Regions from separate parts of the Mus musculus genome. Here region 2 is linked to region 1. The links are chromatin contacts, called in public HiChIP or PLAC-seq maps. All regions are on one chromosome and are shown on one strand. The core of a region is the stretch at or near the end of the contact, and the rest is flanking DNA. Distances in the headings are between cores, read along the strand shown.

Evidence for each region. HiChIP or PLAC-seq counts read pairs in DNA pulled down with a chosen protein or histone mark.
Region 2: a CTCF HiChIP or PLAC-seq map of the NIH/3T3 cell line shows a contact between it and region 1, with 11 read pairs. The contact joins two enhancer-like sites. A contact is called at or near these places in 1 of 15 datasets of contacts at CTCF or cohesin (the NIH/3T3 cell line), 1 of 484 Hi-C or Micro-C datasets (nephron progenitors) and 1 of 9 other capture datasets (pancreatic islet).

The regions. Positions count from the first base shown.
Region 1 is chr15:34,568,715-34,575,964 of GRCm38.p6, forward strand. Nipal2 (NIPA-like domain containing 2) reads right to left here. Exons shown (of 11, transcript NM_145469.5): 11 at 4,085-6,857. The coding sequence ends at 6,745. Among named protein-coding and RNA genes, the nearest start is that of Gm22208, 41 kb to the left of the region's middle. Within about 2 kb of position 2,642, at least 11 of the 459 cell types and tissues checked have an H3K27ac peak or open chromatin away from gene starts, as enhancers often do. A contact at or near this core is called in the NIH/3T3 cell line, where this site is marked.
Region 2 is chr15:34,700,850-34,708,099 of GRCm38.p6, forward strand. No RefSeq gene overlaps it. Among named protein-coding and RNA genes, the nearest start is that of Nipal2, 26 kb to the left of the region's middle. Within about 2 kb of position 4,617, at least 6 of the 459 cell types and tissues checked have an H3K27ac peak or open chromatin away from gene starts, as enhancers often do. A contact at or near this core is called in the NIH/3T3 cell line, where this site is marked.

The DNA.
Region 1 (7,250 bases), core at 1,392-3,891:
CTACAGCCCAGTGAGCCTGTGAATATTGGGCATTTTTGGTGTCCAGTAGTCCCCTCTTGGCTGGCTGGGGACTGAGTGGGTGTGGTTGTAATGTGTGCCCCTAAAGTGTGTGTGTGTGTGTGTGGGGGGGGGTGAGCTGCACACACCTGTGGTCTCCAGAGCCAGGCTAGGTCCCCAAGAGCTCCCTAAAACAGACCTCTGCTTCACCCAGTCTGCTTTTCCTTTCTCCTGTTGTATTCATTCTACTACTACATTTCCACAGCCACGGGGAACCTGTCTCACCATCATATCTTCCACTGTGCTCAACTAAAACTTGTGAAGTTGTGAGCCAAATCAACCTTTTCTCTTAGGTTGTCTCTACCATAGGTTTGATGACACCAACTAGAAAAGTGACTAATGTGTGTGTGAACGTTCATATCTGTGAGTGCTGTGCTACAGAGGCCAGAGGTGAACATTAGGTGTCCTTTTCAATTTTGGGGAGGCAGGATACCACACTGACCCTGGAGCTCATTGACTGGTAGACTGAACTCAGGTCCTCATGCTTATGTGACAAGCATTTTTATTGGCTGGGCCATCTCTCAGTCACTAAAGTCCTAATACTATATTCATATCCATATTGCGTTCTTAGATATGAAGCAAATGCCACCATTTTCTTCTCAAGTCTACTCCAAACTTTTAAATGTACATCAGCTCCAGTCACTGGAGGCCAGTGGAGGGGCCTCCCCATGTTACCAGCATATGCAGAGTCTGTTTGCTGAGGTTTTCTCCTATGTTCTGGCGCTTCAAAGACCATGTTGATCTGTATATTTATTTTCTAGGTCACTGCAACAAATTGTCATATGCTTGGTGGCTTGAAGTAACAGAAATAAATATATTTCCTTCTTGAGATATAAATCCAAATCAAAGGTTAAGAGGCTAGTGCTCCCTGTGAAAGGAGACTCATCCTTGATCTCTTTCAGGTTCACACGGCTCCAGGAATTCTCTGTTGTGATTTCAAGACCCTCATATCTGCCTCCATTTTCAAGTGACTGAGTCTGGATTTCCCCCTTTTCTATCTTTTTAAAGGATACCTACTACCTTTAGAGGTCGCCTAAGAAAACCAGGCTGATGTCCCTCTAAGAACCTTAATTGTTAGGGCCAGGGAGATTGCTCAGTGGCTCAAGCTCTTACTGCACACATGAGAGGATGACAGCTCAGAACCGCAGGACCTATGTAAGTGCTGGGGTATAATTTGGTAATTTTAGAACTTGGGGAAATCCCCACAGCAAAAGACTAGCCCTGCCGATGAGTCCTGGATTCAAGTGATAGACCCTGTCTCAAAAATAAGGAAGAGGGCAATCAAGGAAGACTCCTGCCATCAGCCAGGACCTTCCATATACAAGTGTGTACCTGAACAAACGTGTGTACCTGAACATACATGTGAACACAAACACATTTAGAGAGAGGATCTTTTTTCTCCCCTTCTCTTTTCTCTCTTGCTCTAGTCCTGCTTGCTCCGGGCCACACTCACTCTGGACCATAGGTTGTTTTGTTTCTCTTTATGGATGATTGTGAGCCACCATGTGGTTGCTGGGATTTGAACTCATGACGTCTGAAAGAACAGTCTTAACAGTGCTGACTGTTGTCTTAGTTATGGTTTATCATTGCTGTGATGAAACACCATGACTATAGCAACTTCGGGAGGAAAGGGTTTATTTTGTTATACTTCCACATCACAGACCATCACTGAAGGAAGTCAAGGCAGGACCTGAAGCAGAAGCCATGAAGGGATGCTACTTCCTGGCTTGCTCTTCCTGCCTTGCTCAGCCTCTCACCCTGCTTTCCTCTTTTTCTTTCTTTCTTTCTTTCTTTCTTTCTTTCTTTCTTTCTTTCTTTCTTTCTTTCTTTCTTTCTTTCTTTCTTTCTTTCTTTCTTTCTCTCTTTCTCTCTCTCTCTCTCTCTCTCTCTCTTTCTTTCTTTCTCTCTCTCTCTCTCTCTCTCTCTCTCTCTCTCTCTCTCTCTTTCTCAGCCATGAAACTTTATTTGTAGACCAGGGTAGCCTCAGATTTACAGAGATCCCCCTGCTTCTGCAGGTCCTGGGATTAAAGGTGCAGGCCACCATGCCCAGCCTCAGCCTCTTATAGTTCCGAGGACCACCAGCCCTTGGTGGCACCACCCACAAAAGGTTGGGCCTTTCTTCATTAATCACCAATCAAGAAGCTGCTCCTCAGGCCAATCTCATGGAGGAATTTTTCAACTGTTGTTCCCATCTCACAGATAACTCTAGCTTATAGCAAGCTGACAAAACAAAACAAACAAAAACCAAAAAATATCCCCAAACCAAACAACAATAGACCCCCAAAACAAAACAACAACAAAAAACCTCCCAAACTTGTAAGTTCATTGATAAGGGAGAGGCTTTGCAAGCATGGGGACTGGAATTATATCAGAAATTTCTGTACCTTCTGCTCAATGTTCAAGAAGCAAAATCAAAACTGCTCTAAAAAACCCACTAAACCAAATACTAAAATAGTAGGCAATCAATTTTGACCTAGTGACCTCCTGAGTAATTGCCAATTTGAGTCATGTGGTATTTGGGTGAGTAGTCTATAATCATGCAACTCTCCTAAGGTTTGAGTCTCTAGATGAGGCACTCTTAAGCTGACTCATTTCCTTGTATGTACATTGTGTTCAGAAGGCTTAGGTGAGGTCTCTGGACAGAGAGAGGAGAGCTCAAACTGCAGAAAATGTCTGAGGCCATTTTAAAATTAGAACCATGAAAGGGAAGGTTCTGGAAGTGAGATACATATGTGCTGGAAGGACTGCCTCAAGTTTGCATGACAGCAGCTCAAATGTGCGAAGGGTTTTGGTCCACACCAACTGCTCCAACAGAAACAGGCCAGCTGTGTCTGCTATGGACTTGCCAGATCCCTTGGAAGGAGGGTCTTTCCCGGAACATGGAGACGACGTTGCATCTTGCCTGGGACTCTGTGAACTTTCTAGCAACGGCTTGCTCATCTGGGTGCATCTTGAAGAATCAATTATTTGTTACGGGTTTGATAGTCCTCTTTTATGCTGTAGTTGGGACTCTGTAACTCTCATTAAGGACCCAAATTGAAAGAGTTTTCCTAGTTGGGCCATAGCTCCTGTAACTGATTTGTTCTCTTGGCACAGGACAGTGTGTTGTGTGGTACTCTCAGGGCGATAGGAAAGGTGGCAGGCACAAGGATTCCTGGGTTGGAAGGCCCTTCCTTCTATTTGCCACAATTGCTAAAGCACTATTTTAAAGCACTGTGTTCAAAAGCCCCAAACTGGTCTATATTTGAAACTGTGTATGTGTGGATTACTTTATTTCTTTTTTTCTAGATGGCTTAACAAGAGCTAGACTGTTGATGAGTCTAACGATTAGAAACTGTCTCAGAATTCCTCACACAAACATGCTAGGTTCAGTTTTGAGCTCTTAGCACTACAAAACGTGTGGTGTTTAATCTAGCAATCTTACTGAAAGACTATGAAACTATGAAGGACATGAAGGGAAGATAAATGTGTGCTAAGAAATGAAAGAAGTCAGGCTCAAATGCTTTTTATTCTATGATCCCACTTATATGTCATTATAAAAGGGACAACTTTTTTATAGTAAAAAGGCTGGATTTGGGGGAAGTATTGACAGGTGCCAGACTCATACATTAGGTTTGTAGTTGCTTGTTCACAGATGGCCCTAATTACAAGCCTCAGAGTTTGCATAAGGCAAACTGGTATATTTATATCCTTTATATCACTATCAAATTGTCATCCCAGAGGCAGCCTTCAAAGTGGCTGAGTGTGTATCATCAGTATTGTGGTGTGCTGTGTGTCTGGAGACCAGAGTGGCCTCAGGAGCTCAGCTCAATATTTCCCTTCCTTTCGGCTATGTCCACCATCACACTCCTTCCTTTAGAGCCAAACTTAGATGCTGTCACATCACTCTTGAGTAGCAATGAAATTGTCCTCATTTACACAATCTGCCTCTTTTTTTTTCTTTTTCCACTACAGAACAGAAACCCTAGGGCTATATATGTTATTGTTGTTGTGTGTTTGTAATGAACACATTCTGAATCTTTGCTTGAAAAAAAAACTTACTTTATTAGTTTTCAAGGGATTTTTTGTAACGAAAGTATTGTAGCACAGGGTAAGCAAGCATTTAAACTCAGCTGTCAGACCTGAGAGATCTGTGTGTTAGTCAACTGCATGAGAGATAGCTCCCAAAATTATTATCAACGTGGTGCATGAGACTGGAGAAATTCTTCCAGCATGCTTAGTGGTATCTGTAAAAGAAACACTGCTTTACAAAGAGACACAGTTGGACTCTGAGAATAAACTCAAAACAAATACATTTATTTCTCATATAAGCAAAATGATCTTAATGTAAATATCAAGTATCTGATTTGTCACAAACCAAGAATCGTCAATGTTTTACTTTTTAGCTATCCAGTGCCCAAGAAAAAAGAAAAATCAGTTGCATAGTGAAGTGAAAAGAGCTTAGACCAGAGCTTGGCAAAGTACAGACATAGATTGGTTACTATTTTTTGTTTTTTGTTTGTTTTTAATAACTGCTGATGTACATTCATTGTTTGTTTACATATTGTCCATGGCTACATTTATGCTATTATGGAACAGCTGAGTAGTGGGGGACAGATACCATATGGACAACACAAACCCTCAAATATTTACTTCGTAAGTCTTTACTAAAAAAGTTCGCTCGTCCTTGGTCTAGACAAATAGTCAGATGAGCCAAATGTTGGCCAAGGGTTCCCAGCTTACAATGCCAGAAGGAATGGGATGGCTTTGGTTGTCAGGCACTAAGTACTACAGAGAAAGACGAACAAAACATCCTATAAGTCAGTAGACTAACACTTCTTTTCACCTTGGTTTGGTGCACCATATTCAGTGAAACTAGGTCTGAATACATTATATGTGTAATCTTGATTTCAAAAGCATCACTGTATTGCATAAATTTCTTTTCTTCAAGTATTCCTTCAGTATAAATGTTGGAGGGTACAAACAAACCATTGTTAAGCTTCTCTCTGTAAAATTCTACAGTGCTCACAACTAGGTGCTGTAGCTACGAATATGGTCCTATAGCTCAAGTAAAACCCTTTTCCCAGTTTTTGAAACCAATGTCAAGATTTACTAGAAACCCATAGTTCAAGGCACTGGATCTATAACATAGCTGAGCCTCTCAGAGCCAACACACTGCCCCCACCCAGTAAAACATTGTTAATTATATGACTGTAGCAGCTAGATCAATGGATAATTTTCAAGGTGGAGGAATTGCTGACAGCTATCCAGAGTTCAGAAACTATGCGTGGGCTTTGGGATATTCCAGTTTGGTCGGGAGCTCAGGTTATAATAGGAAAAATTAAAAGACTAGAAATAGTTCAGGTTAGTATTTCATTAGCTTTGGGTTTAGCACCATGCACAAACACCATTCTTGAGTGACCTGGTTTGAGTGACCTGAGGCTTTAAAATATCATTAAGGATGAGCCTTCTTATTTGGTTACAATAAATTTGTCCCCTCCCTGCCCACATTCGATTCCCTTTACTGGAACCCTCGCACCAGGCCTGGCCAGAGATCTTTGTGGAAAGTCTCTGGTACTCAGGCCCACAAGCATAAGGAGAAACCATTGTGTTAGACATGGCAGGTGGTCACAGTCATGGGGACACAGGCCACCTACGCTCAGGTTTTACCTCATGGCCATATTCTATGGCCAGATTCAAGGAGCTGAAACCCACTTCTCTAACTCTGATTTTCCTTTTCTAGAAAAAGGAGCAAAGTTTAGAGGGCTGGGGGCCGGGGGGGGGGGGGGAAGAAATGGTGTGCAGCATAAATATCTTAAGAAACTAAATACCATTTTGAGACTTGTATCATAAGTTAAGATATAGAAACCCACTAATAAAAGTATAGGATGTGTAACAATTTAAGTCATATGACAAAGTTTTTCTTGAGTTTCTGTGTAAATATAAGAGGACATAAGGCTGGAGAAAATGCTACCATTCTAGAGTTTTAGCTATTTTAACACTTTACTCATGCAGAGACCGTGATAATATGTGTGTGGTTTGAATTGTAGTCTATATGCCTCAGAGGTGAGCACAGTCATATGTCGTAAATGCTCCCCCTATAGAATGTCACTAGCAGCCTTAGAGTTTTTAGCAGATGCCATCACAGAACACCCCTGTAAACTCAATTTTGTAATGAGGCTCTTTATTTTCAAAGGAAGATTTTTAACAGAATTGGCTGAGACAGTGACTTGCCATACAACAGGGAAAAAGGAGTCAGTTCCTTAAGAGAGGTTCATAGAAGGCGCCCAAGGACAAGCACATCGAATCTTCCTTTAAAGACTAAGGTTGTAGTGTGAGAGGGTGTTTTTAAAGCCAACAAGCAGATTCTGCAAGCCACATGGAGAAGCAACCTCTGCCTTCTATGGCCAGATCTCTAGTGCACATTTTTGTGTGACATTCTTGTTCCAGCAGCCAGGCTCTCGTTAAGATCCAGCTAGATGATTGCTAGGGAGAGATGCAGGGTGTGGGGAGCACTCGCAGTTACATTCCATGAAAGCATTAGACTGTTAGAGATTAGGAAGGCTCTGATTGTCCACAGTGGGGGAAAGAAGTGAATCTAATGTGCACACATGTCAGCATGAAATAGCTGCTGACACAGAACGAACATGTGCAATCCTTTAAAAGGTGGTATTGAATAGCAGGCCAACAGCCATCCCTCTTGTCAACCTAGGATTCTTTCTTCTCTCCACATTGGCCCCTTGTTGAGTCGCCTCCATCAGGCAAGGTTCCATAGGATAAGCCATTTGAATCTGGTTGTACTTTGTCCAACATTTGTTTCCCTGTGGAGATAATAATCACAAAAGACCTTTGGAGCGCTTAAAGATAAAAATGTCCTAATAATTTCTCTTCAGTTCTGGCCACATTTTATGCCTTTAAAAAATACTATGTGGTTATCCTCTCAATGAAAAAGGTAAAATGTCAAGGAAGAAAGTCCCACAGAAATCTCATAGCCCTTGTCACGTGGTCACATGCCCATCTACATGATGTGTGCCCACCCTGTACTGGGCATAGAACAGGTTGGAACAATCAGGAAAGTCACATAACTTACTCACTCATCTCCAGACACTGCTGTCCATATAACAGCACAGGAAAACATTATGGACCAGGAGCTTTAAAAGCCATTGCCGGTCCTAGACATGAGGCTTTGTGAAGTAGAAAATAGTTTAAAACCA
Region 2 (7,250 bases), core at 3,367-5,866, 130 kb after region 1:
TGGGGTTATTTGATTTTCTGAAGTCCACCTTCTTGAGTTCTTTATATATGTTGGATATTAGTCCCCTATCTGATTTAGGATAGGTAAAGATCCTTTCCCAATCTGTTGGTGGTCTTTTTGTCTTATTGACGGTGTCTTTTGCCTTGCAGAAGCTTTGGAGTTTCATGAGGTCCCATTTGTCAATTCTCAATCTTACAGCACAAGCCATTGCTGTTCTATTCAGGAATTTTTCCCCTGTGCCCATATCTTCAAGGCTTTTCCCCACTTTCTCCTCTATAAGTTTCAGTGTCTCTGGTTTTATGTGAAGTTCCTTGATCCACTTAGATTTGACCTTAGTACAAGGAGATAGGTATGGATAGATTCTCATTCTTCTACATGATAACAACCAGTTGTGCCAGCACCAATTGTTGAAAATGCTGTCTTTCTTCCACTGGATGGTTTTAGCTCCCTTGTCGAAGATCAAGTGACCATAGGTGTGTGGGTTCATTTCTGGGTCTTCAATTCTATTCCATTGGTCTACTTGTCTGTCAGTATACCAGTATCATGCAGTTTTTATCACAATTGCTCTGTAGTAAAGCTTTAGGTCAGGCATGGTGATTCCACCAGAGGTTCTTTTATCCTTGAGAAGAGTTTTTGCTATCTTAGGTTTTTTGTTATTCCAGATGAATTTGCAGATTGCTCTTTCTAATTCTTTGAAGAATTGAATTGGAATTTTGATGGGGATTGCATTGAATCTGTAGATTGCTTTTGGCAAGATAGCCATTTTTACAATGTTGATCCTGCCAATCCATGAGCATGGGAGATCTTTCCATCTTCTGAGATCTTCTTTAATTTCTTTCTTCTGAGACTTGAAGTTTTTATCATACAGATCTTTCACTTCCTTAGTTAGAGTCATGCCAAGATATTTTATATTATTTGTGACTATTGAGAAGGGTGTTGTTTCCCTGATTTCTTTCTCAGCCTGTTTATTCTTTGTGTAGAGAAAGGCCATTGACTTGTTTGAGTTAATTTTATATCCAGCTACTTCACCGAAGCTGTTTATCAGGTTTAGGAGTTCTCTGGTGGAATTTTTAGGGTCACTTATATACACTATCATATCATCTGCAAAAAGTGATATTTTGACTTCCTCTTTTCCAATTTGTATCCCCTTGATATCCTTTTGTTGTCGAATTGCTCTGGCTAATACTTCAAGTACTATGTTGAAAAGGTAGGGAGAAAGTGGGCAGCCTTGTATAGTCCCTGATTTTAGTGGGATTGCTTCCAGTTTCTCTCCATTTACTTTGATGTTGGCTACTGGTTTGCTGTAGATTGCTTTTATCATGTTTAGGTATGGGCCTTGAATTCCTGATCTTTCCAAGACTTTTATCATGAATGGGTGTTGGATCTTAAACATAAAAAAATATTATATCACCTTAGGTATACCGGTCAGGCCAGCACAAAGTCGAACAGCTTCTAAGTGGGGAGTGAGGATGATTATAGGAAAGGCAGAAAAAAAGATGCAAGAGACAGAAATGGGAGGGCTGCAGGTCATTACCAGGCCAGCCACAAGTTTATTTCTCATGGTCTTTTCATAGTACATTATCGTGGGAAGCAAAGCCACAAGCTAACAGAAACAATTTGCTGAAGTATACACAAGACATTTATTCTTATCCAAAAGCCTCCCTGTTCCTTCCACCAAGGTCAATAGAATCTTCCACCCCTTGCTTTGGGCCTCACATGTACCTCCTCTTATCCTTCCATGCCTCAACGGGACTGGAAATCTGGCAAAAGACCCGGACCTGCCTTGACTCTGCCTGGCAGGCAGATCTCTCTCTCTCTCTCTCTCTCTCTCTCTCTCTCTCTCTCTCTGCTTCAGAGAAGTGGCAAACAACTCCTGACACTTTACACTTAAGTAAGTTTTTCTAGTTTTTCTTTCTACAACACATAGAAGCATTGGGCACTGTGACCAAATGCACATGCATATATAGATAACATCAAACCAATTAAAGTTTCAGAGAATTGTCTTTCTCATCTGTGTTGCATGCTACCAAGTGCAACACTCATTTTGTCTGAAAACTTTTATTTTGTGACATTTAAAAAAAAAAAACTTGTTGTGACCCAGTAAATTGATTTCACATCCCACCAATACCTTGGAAACCACAGCTGGAAGAATAAAATAAAACCTCTCCTCGCCAGGCGTGGTGGCGAACGCCTTTAATCCCAGCACTCAGGAGGCAGAGACAGGCAGATTTCTGAGTTCGAGGCCAGCCTGGTCTACAAAGTGAGTTCCAGGACAGCCAGGGCTATATAGAGAAACCCTGTCTCGAAAAACAAACAAAACAAAACAAACAAACAAAAAAACCTCTCCTCAAGATAAAGGTACTTTAATCAGTAATTTTCTTCTAAGGGATTGTTACTTCTGCCCTGGAAGTGAAAATATTTATATTTAATGGCTTGTTTTTCCATGCCTTGACTCTGATGCCAACAATTTTATTTTGATTTAACTTAGTTTTATCTTGATGTCAATGGTTTTATCTTAGTTTTGTCTTGTTTTCATTTGTGTGTTAGTGTATATGTTTGTGTATGTGCAGTGTGTAGACTTGCTGGAGGGCAGAGACACATCATGTACCTTCCTTGATGGCTCGGTACTTTTGTTTCTTTGTTTTGAGATAGGGTCTCTCACAGAACCTGTGCTTTCCTGATTTTGTGAGAGCCACTGGCCAGGAAACTCTGGGGATCCTCCTGCCTTGGTCTTCCCAGGACTGTGATTATAGACACACACCAGCAAGTTCAGCTTTTACATGGGTGCCAGACATGAAACTCAGGTCTTCATGCTTGAGCAGCAAACATGTCTGAGTTGTCTCCCTAGTCCACCAATCTTTTCAAAATGCCATCAACTAATAAAAGTTTGTATCAGGATGCAGAAATGTGGATTATTACATAAAACATCCCTTTGGTTTTATTTCCTCTAGGAAAGTATAATGTTTACCTGGCATTTATAAAACCTGATGCCTTTTTGGATAAATATGCACAATTAACTCTCATCAGGAGGCTGTTATGAGACTGACAATAAATATTGTTCTCATAAAAACTTAAATTGGAACTCGATTTCTATTCCAATCAATAAGTACTACATAGACTTCCTACTCTACCAATCTGCCACTCGTTAACCTGACAATAAACACTAAAATAATGACCTCCATTTGAAATTCTAGCTTTTATGGAATTTTATTGCTGTGGATAAGATAGATGGAGAGAAAGTAGAATAAATTAGAGCCAAATATTTTCTTTCCCCTTTTCAATATCTAGTCTTTATCTGCTTCCATCCCTTGCCTTCTAGAGTATGGCTCCAGAATCTATTTCTCTTCCTCCCTCCCCCTTCTCTCTCTCTCTCTCCATATATTTAAAAACCATGACCCTGCCATGCCTTTCTTTCCTTCAACACTGGTACCATCTGCCTGTGGCCAAGTTCTTGTCTAGCCTCTTTTGCTTAGTTATCATTTGACTCCCTGGCTTCATGGGATACACAGGAGGGGTTAGTGGAGGAGGTGACTGAAAGGGGAAGATTTAGTTATCTCTAGCAGTTCTTCAGACCAGGGCCTGTGTGATGCACTGGAAAGGAAGGCATGGGAACAAATCTGTAAATCTTGGGTAGACATGGGAATGGGCCAAATGGAGGAGGGAAAAAGATGGCCTTGACGTCTGGTTTGGGTAAGCTTGGGAAGATGGGAAGAGGCAGGGACCCAGGAAAAGTGGTGACCTTGTCTTCCAAATGTTCTACCTCTTTCCCAATAGATGCAGATGGTTTGGTGGTGGAACCTGGGTTAGAGACGTAGATAAGGCCGTCTATAGTGAAGCTGTTGTTGAACTCACAGATATAAATCACAAAATAATAAGATGCATTACCATGGGGAACTTGGGAAGGAACTAGTGAGGTCAATGTGTGGACTGGAAGCCTTTTCAAATAAAACCCAAGGAGTACTAAATGGATCATCATTAGAGGGGGTACTCTGAGTTGTAAGAGAATTTGGACACATAACAAGGACAATTATGTTATTAAGTTATTACGTATGCACTTATAAGTTATTTTTACTAAATGAAAATATAAAAAAATCATTTCTTAATTATACAGGCACTGAAGTCTTGCATCATTAACCACATATTTAAAACAGCTTTGTATCACTTACAAAAACAATTTAAAATATCATATTATTTAATTTCCTGAGTCCCACTGTCCAACTGCCTTGTACCCAAGAGTAACCTGTTTATTGTCTCAATTAAACACATCAGAGAGTGTTATTTTCCATTTAAAATAATTTAATTCCAGGGAAATGAGGTAATTCATGCAACTATACTCACCAATTCACTATCGAAAGTCAAAAATTAAATTCTAATTTTAAAAGCCTAATTGTTTCTTTCCCTTTTCTTTCTCAAGATACAAATACAAAGAGAAGAAAATTAAAACCTAGCTCTATGTGTACAGTATGCCGGGCAGGCAGCAGGCCATTAAGAGATAAGAAAGAAACGAATAAAGATGTTAAATTATTAGCTTTGAATTGAATAACAGCAGAGCCCCAAATGACAACTCATCCGCTAGCCAAGAAGGGTTATGAGTCACTCTCGGTCCCTCACCGGCAGCTGGCAGATGTAAGAAGAATGAAGCAGAAACCTCAGATGCCGAGTTCTCTCTCAGGCACGATCTCTGCCTCCGTTTTCTGGGTTGGGAGGATGGGAGTGGATCAGAACTGGTGCTCCCACAAGGCAGCACCTCTCATTGTCAGGGGAAGGATGGTGTGAGAGCCAACAGAAAGGAATTCAAATTTGGAACCAGACCTCACCTGATATATTTTAATTGATTGTCATGTGATTGTCCATCTGTTTATAATTTAACTGTCTTTTCTTGGTATGAGAAATGCTTTTGTGCAGGGTGGGACCCAGGCTCCTCTCAATTTCTATACAGAAAAAAAGGATTTCTATCTTTTCATTGCTCTGCCGAGTAGCTTTCAACAGGCATTTGACAAAAGGGCAGGGTGCAGATTTACAAAGTATCAACCGATGCTAAAACAGTGTGGGTATTTTATGGCCTGTAAAGCTCTCACTATTAAGTATTTTTTGGGCTATGATAATTTTAATAATAAAAGCAGTAAACTACTCTACCGACTGGAGGGTTAACAAACTTTTAAAGTTAGTTGGGATTATTTTAAATCAAATTACACCGTACAGACTAAATCCAAAATACTTGGCTCCAGCTATAGTTCTATGATTTATTTAAACATGACCATTTAGATGATTTTCAGAAATTGATGCTAGCTATAATTGTGGAGCAAAATTATTGGGCCTCCAATTTTCTAGACAGAAAGAAATTATTTTCTTTCACTTAATATGTACTAATATTTATTGATCCAACTTGAGTCTCTTGTGTGAATATGACTGTTTATTAATTTATCAAAAGTAGATATGGGACATTGGAACTGTATTTTATTTGGGGAAAGAACAGAGGCTCTCGAGTTTTATTTGCACAAGAAGCATCTGGAGAGCCCCAACCTTACCAGACCCATGGGAGCAGGACTAAAATTTGAGATTTGTTGTTGCTGTTGCTGCTGCTGCCGCTGCTGTTGTTGCTGTGTCACGTGTAAATTTTGACTCAGGTAATCCTGGAGTGCATCAGTGTTTGAGAACAATGTAAATGGTCCAGTCCACAGGCCAAGTCATCTTACTCACTACCTATTTTGTAAAACGTTATTGGACTTTAGTTACGCCTGTCATTTTGATTCTATATATGGCTGTCGTCACACTGTAGTCGAGACAAAGAAGGTTGGCAGCAGGCTTGAAAATATTTACTATCTCACATTATAGAAACATTTTCCTGACTACTGAATTATACATAATATAAAGAGACAATACTATTACAGATCCATTAAACTCATTCATTCATTTATTCATGTATTCGCTTTATGTTGTGTCCGGCCAGCAGATCACAGCCTGGGATCTAGTCTGGAAAGGCATTTTGGAAATCTGGAAGAGAAGAAGGGCTAGGCAGGCAAGAAAAGGATGCAGCTAAGAGACATTTTGATCAAAGCTCAATTTTACTATTCCAACACACAGTTATGAAGGAAGGGAAGGGGGGCTGATTCCCGCTAAATAGTCCTGGGGTCCAGTAGCAGGGTGACCACGTGTATGGCTCCGAAAAGCAAAGCGGCAGGTTCCAGCAGTGGGCATGGCAGAACGATTGAGCGGCAAGCTCCATCCAGGTGTAAACAGTGGAACCATTAAGGCTGGGGGAGGGGAGGCTACAGCTTTAGACAACCAGGAACTACAGGTCACAGATTCTAACAAGGTGGGACATCATAAAACATATCTAACATATCTATAATCCTGTACTTGAGAAGTTGAGGAGACGAACTCTGCTTTAAGGTCAGAGTGGTCCAGTTAAAGACACCTTGTCTCAGAAAAAGAAAAGAGGAAAGAGGAAAGAGAGAGAGAGAGAGAGAGAGAGAGAGAGAGGAAATAGGAAGTTTTAAAGGCCTTTAGATATTAACTTCAAGTTTCTTTAAACCTTGCAATTGTTTCAAATAAAGAAAATAACAATTGAACTGGAAAATATAGTTTTTGTTTCTTGTTTTTTGTTTTCAGATCCCAGGGCCTTGTACCCCATTTGCCAGACAACAGCTTTATTAGTGAGACAAATACCCAACCCTGGAAAATATGTTTTGAGGATAAGACGAAAGTTGTGGAGATTTACTGATGTTTCAACTTAGTGTGGTGGAATGAGTCATCACTAAACTCAGCTGTATAATAGGTGTCATAGAAATTTAGTAGCTCAGTGATTCAGTAAAATTCAAATGTAAGAAAAGTAAACATACTTAGGAACAGATTCATCTCAAGAGGGAATAGCATCAAGATTTTTAGGGCCTTAGAAGTGTTTTGTATTCAGCAAAGCTGGGCAGTGAAGAAGAAAGGGGACTAATCTTTAAGTCTGTCTAGACAGACACAGCACATCATAAAGCAAGGATGCTTTCTGGTGGTACAGTATAAGAATTTGCCGAACTCATATGAAGCATCTTGAAATGCGGATAAATGTGGAAGGCATTCCAAACAAGAGATATGCTTAAGTGAATGGAAGGACTGGGCTATAGCAGCCTTTGATTTACATAGCTTGAGGTCTTCAGGGCACACACAACCCTTCCCAAGCTTACATAGATCCCCGCCCCCCCCCCAACACGAGAGCCTATAGGAGATGTTGAATTGACATCACAGGGAACTGTCAGCAG